2 separate regions of the Mus musculus genome follow, and region 1 is linked to region 2. The links are chromatin contacts, called in public promoter capture Hi-C maps. All regions are on one chromosome and are shown on one strand. The core of a region is the stretch at or near the end of the contact, and the rest is flanking DNA. Distances in the headings are between cores, read along the strand shown.

The links. Promoter capture Hi-C pulls out the DNA fragments that hold promoters and counts their contacts.
Region 1: a contact with region 2 is called in a promoter capture Hi-C map of neural stem cells. The contact joins the enhancer-like site here to the promoter of Sgta in region 2. A contact is called at or near these places in 2 of 39 promoter capture datasets (embryonic stem cells and neural stem cells), 4 of 115 datasets of contacts at active chromatin or transcription factors (astrocytes, bone marrow-derived macrophages and double positive thymocytes) and 3 of 9 other capture datasets (adipose tissue, liver and macrophages).

What each region holds. Positions count from the first base shown.
Region 1 is chr10:80,412,122-80,414,821 of GRCm38.p6, forward strand. Tcf3 (transcription factor 3) reads right to left here. Exons shown (of 19, transcript NM_001164149.2): 17 at 1,084-1,216; 18 at 706-941. Among named protein-coding and RNA genes, the nearest start is that of Uqcr11, 6.7 kb to the left of the region's middle. Within about 2 kb of position 1,275, at least 33 of the 459 cell types and tissues checked have an H3K27ac peak or open chromatin away from gene starts, as enhancers often do. A contact at or near this core is called in astrocytes and neural stem cells, where this site is marked.
Region 2 is chr10:81,058,883-81,061,586 of GRCm38.p6, forward strand. Sgta (small glutamine-rich tetratricopeptide repeat (TPR)-containing, alpha) reads right to left here and starts at 1,389. Exons shown (of 12, transcript NM_001358550.1): 1 at 1,246-1,389.

The DNA of each region.
Region 1 (2,700 bases), core at 25-2,524, 650 kb before region 2:
GCCAGCAGGTATGAAGGAGATCAGGGGGGTGGGGGGGGACGGGGACAGTCGACCTAGAGTGTGACCGGCAGAAAGACAACCTGTGGGACAGTGCAGAGACAGAGTAGGTACAAGGGACAGCTGACATTGGGAACAGCTGGTGTGGAAGAGGGTGGATGTGATGTTAGGTAATGAGGATGAGGACAGTCAGTGTGGATGGTGACAGAGTAGATGGGGACAGTCAGAATGGTTGGGGACAGTCAGTATGGATGGGAACAGTCAGTATGGATGGGGACAGAGTGAGGACAGTCAGTGTGGATAGGGACAGTCAGTGTAGATGGGGACAGACAGTGTGGATGGGGACAGTCAGTGTGGATGGGGACAGTCAGTGTGGATAGGGACAGTCAGTGTGGATGGTGACAGACAGTGTGGATGGTGACAGAGTAGATGGGGACAGTCAATGTGGATGGGGACAGAGTGGATAGGGACAGTCAAGAGTGGATGGGGACAGTCAGAGTGGGGACAGCAGTATGAGGCAGGACTGGTCATTAGTGCCACAGTGTAGCAAACTGGGCAGGGACAGTCAGTTCAGAGAGCAGCGAGTGCAGGGAACCTCCTGTCTGGAGGAGGGGTGCAAGGACTGGTCGGTGAGGGACTGTCACTGCTCTGGCTTGGGCAGCAGGGAAGGAGCATCGCGGAGGCGCGGGGCGCGGGCCGCCCACTGACCTCGCACCTGCTGCTCCAGGCTGAGGATGACGGCCACGGCCTGGTGCAGGATGAGCAGTTTGGTCTGCGGCTTCTCGCTGCTGAGGTGCAGCTGGCACATGCGGCCGAGCTCCTTAAAGGCCTCATTGATGTCGCGGACCCGCAGGCGCTCTCGGGCATTATTGGCCACCCGGCGCTCCTTCTCCCGCTCCGCCTTCTGCTCTGGGGGGAGAAGGTCGTCCTCGTCCTCGTCTGGGCTATGGGGGAGGGGAGCCGGGGGCCAGAGGGAGACAGTGAGGTGATGTGGTGGCCTGCAGGGCCTCCCGGGGTCTGTGTGCACGTGTGATGTGTGTAACATGTGATGTGTGCGTGTATGGCCCAAGGGGTGGGGTTTGGCACCTGGTGCGCGTGCGTGGGACCTTCAGGTCCTTCTTGTCCTCTTCGGCGTCGGCTACTGATGCGATTTCCTCATCCTCTTTCTCCTCCCGCTTGATCTCGCTGGCACCCGCTGTTGTGCCTGCCCTCCCGAGTCCTGAAACAAGCCAGGGATGAGGGGCCCCTTGCCAGGACGCAGCTCCAAACAAACTGAGAGAGGCAGGCTGGATGGCTGCCCTCAACTGGGAGCTGGCTCCCTGCCTGACACTGAAGTCACACTAGACCCTTCACAGAACCAGCAACTGCAGACCTGCTCTGTTTGAAAATGGCAAACCAGCAACTGCAGAACCTGCTCTGTTTGAAAATGGCAAACTCACAAGTTTTAAAACTAGGGGAACAGCTGTCCACTGGTAGCACACACCTTTAATCCCAGCACTTGGGAGGCAGAGGCAGGTAGATTTCTGAGTTTGAGGCCAGCCTGGTCTACAGAGTGAGTTCCAGGACAGCCAGGGCTACACAGAGAAACCCTGACTCAGAAAACCAAAGCAGTGGGAGGAGCAATCCCTGCTATAACCATGGGGCAGGGGGAGAGTCTGTGGACTGGTACAAGAACACACCTGTCACCCCAGCACTGGGAGGCTGAGGTAAAGGGGTTGTAAGTTCAAGACCAGCCTATGATACACAGTGAGGTTGTCTAAAAAAAAAAATCAAAATCAAAATCATAAACCTGGTTGTTGGCACACGCATCAATCCTGGACTTCGGAGGCCAAGGCTAGAGACCAGAAATTCAAGGTCATTCCAAAGCCAGCCTGGGCTACCTGAGAAATTGGGTCAGGATATCAATAACAAGAACTGCCTAGAAAATGTCCACAACAAACATTGAAATACAACAGGCACAATTCGGAGTGCAGACACAGTCTAGGGATTAAGAGCTGAGGGGGGCCTGCATAAGATCATGCACAGCAGACACTGCGTGGGCCTGGGGCTTCCTCTGTGGACGTCATCCTTAGTCTCACCCACGCCCAATCCACCGAGCCCCTCACACAGCCAGTGCTAGCCTTATGGCTCCCAGCGTCACCTGAGGGTGCAGAGGCCAGACATTCCTACCCTGCTCTCTGCTGGCAAAATGTTCCCCACACCCACAGGCCACTGCACACTGGCTTGTCAGAGCTTCCCGTCTCTTCCACCCTCTCGTTCTCCCTACGAGGGCTCTGCTCTGCCCACAGGCCTGTGCACAGGCTGCCTCCTTGCTGGAGGCTCCTCTGTACCCCTGTTCTATTCCCTCCACGTGTGCTGGCCTAACATCTCTACAAGCACTGCATCCCCTATGGGACCGCGCCTGTCCTAAGCCCTCATGTGAAAAGCAAGCACTCCATTTTGCCAGGTTCCTGAGCCCTGCCGTGTGCCTCAGTGCTCCCCAAACAAACCAGCACACAGGCTACATTGAGGACCTGAACAGTCAGTCTACCTGATGGCTCTTGGTCACAAGTGTGTGTGTGTGTGTGTGTGTGTGTGTGTGTGCTCAAAAGGCAGGCAGGGACCAGGGAAAGACATCAAGTGTCCTGTTCTTGTCACTATGACTTATCCTGGAAACACAGAGATTTTCAGCAAAGCTGGCCACCACGCTCACCCTTGTAACAT
Region 2 (2,704 bases), core at 139-2,638:
GTTTTGGTTTTTCAGGACAGGGTCTCACTCTGCAACCTGGCTGTCCTGGAACTCATTCTGTAGACCAGAGGCTGGCCTCGAACTCTGAGAGCTCCTCCTGCCTCTGCCTCCTGAGTGCTGGGATCAAAGTCGGACACCACTACAACCTGGCTTTTGAGACAAGAGGATTTCACCATGTAGCCCAACATAGCCTTGAACTTCACTTCCATCCTCCCGATTCAGCCTCCTACAAGCTGGGATGACAGCCAGCAAGCCCAGCTTACAACTAAACGGGCCCAGACTGACATCCTTTTTACGTTAATTATGATGCCAGATGAGGTGGTGGCACCTACAGTCCTGGCAGAGGTGGCGCTGAGGCCAGCCTGGCTCACATAGTGAGTTCCAGGACAGCCAGAGACAGATAAAGACTTTGTCTCAAAACAAACAAACTATTAATTATGTCGATTTCATTTTCAGACAGGGTCTCACGTTGTGGTCCAGCTACCTCCACCGTGTTAGGTATCCAAGGCTGGGCCTGAACTCACTCCCCGCGATCCAGCTGTCTCCCCCTCTCAATTGAAAGACTGGATTATAGGTTGTGGACCAAAGTTCTAGACTATTTGCTCGAGTCTTTGCTTTTGGTTGTTTCGTTTTCTGAGACAAAGTATGTAGTCCTTGCTAGCATGGAAGTCCCACGATACTCCTGCCTCTGCCCATGTGTCAGCACACCTGCCTTACCATTGTTTTAAGAAAACTCCTCCTCAGAGAGGTCAAGCTATTTGCCCTAGCATGCACAGCTGGCCCTCTGCCCTTCAAACCCACACACTACCTACCTTTGGCACCAAAATCAAACACACCCTCCCAATGGGAAGGAGCACCCACAACTGCTCAGACAATGGTGACAACGTCCATTGTACAGAAGAGGAAAACTGAGGCTGTGGGCAGGCAACAGGCTAAGCAAGGTCACCAGGGTGAGGAATGGCAATGTAAGAGGGTCTTAGACCTTAGGGGCCCCGAGAAAACTGAGATCCGCCCCACACACACCTAAACGCTGACCTTTTCGTGAGAAAAAGCGACGAGGGGTGGGGGTGGGTTGGGACGCTGTCTGCCTCAGTTTCCTCTCTGCGCCGCCCGCTCACGTGACCCCGAAGAGAGCAGAAGTCCGGATCACAAGCCACCTTTGTCCCAGGGGCTCCCGAGCACAGCGAAGCTAAACCCACAGACCCCCGACGCCCATACGGGGCACGGCGGAGCCCCCAGCCTCACCTCTCAGTCGACCGAAGACCCGACCCACCGACGGCTGCGCCTGCGCACCGCGGCGCAGCCAAGCTCCGCCCTCAGGACCAAGACGCCTGCGCAGAAAAAAACCATTTCCTGTGTAGGTTTCCTTTTGCGCATGCGCTCAAGTGCACCCTTCGCTCTAAAACAGAAGTGACGTCACGCGAAGAGGGGGGTCACAAGCTGGTTGTTATGGAAACTGCCCTCTGGAGGCATCAGGAAAACCGGAAGTTAGTCTGACAGTCACCAAGCGGGTCAGGCCTAAAGCACGGTGGGGCGGCGGCGGACCCCTGAGGCACCAAGGCAGACCACGTGGTATGGAGTCTGTCACGTGATCTAGCTGCTTTCAGCAAGACAAATCTGAATCAAAGCCACTAACTGATGCTATGAAGTTTTTGGTTCTGTTTTCGTAATTTTTTTTTTTAAAGATTTATTTATTTTTATATGTAGGTACACTGTAGCTGTCTTCAGACACACCAGAAGAGGGCATCGGATCTCATTGTGGATGGTTGTGAGCCACCATGTGGTTGCTGGGATTTGAACTCAGGACCTTTGGAAGAGCAGTCAGTGCTCTTACCTGCTGAGCCATCTCACCAGCCCCCTGTTTTCGTAATTTTTTTTTTCTTTTTCCTTTTTTTAAAATGACAATACTACGAGCCCAGCCTGGCCCGGAACTCTTCATCCACTTCGCCCATCTTGGAAACTGGCATATCCCACTTTCTGTGAAAGCAGTAAGTGTGATTAACCACTAAACAATCTACTTCACTTATTTTTATATTTAAAACCTATTTACAAACTTATCTTTTGCACACCCCAACTTCTTTCTGATGCCTAAAAGAAAAACAAAGATTAGCAGCCAGACAGTGGTGGTGCTCGCCTTTAATCTCAGCACTGGAGAGGCGGGGGAATCGCGGTGAGTTTGAGGCAAGCCTTGTCTACAAAGGATAGCCAAAGCTACACAGAAAAACCTGTCTCAAAAAATAAAAACAGGAGCCGGGCGTGGTGGCCCACGCCTTTAATCCCAGCACTCGGGATGAGTTCGAGGCCAGCCTGGTCTACAGAGCGAGTTCCAGGACAGCCAGGGCTACACAGAGAAACCCTGTCTCAAAAAACCAAAAATAAATAAAAAAATAAAAATAAAAATAAAAACAGGTCGGGCGTGGTAGCGCACGCCTTTAATCCCAGCACTCGGGAGCCAGAGGCAGGCAGATTTCTGAGTTCCAGGCCAGCCTGCTCTACAAAGTGAGTTCCAGGACAGCCAGGGCTATACAGAGAAACCCTGTCTCGAAAAACCAAAAAAAAAATTAATAAATAAAAATAAATAAAACCAACTTATCTTTACTTTTGAATTATGTGGATGTCTATGTGTGGGTGTCTGCATGGGAATACAGTGCCTATAAAAATCAGAAGAGGGCATGGAATCCCCAAGGCTAGAGTTGGGTGCAGT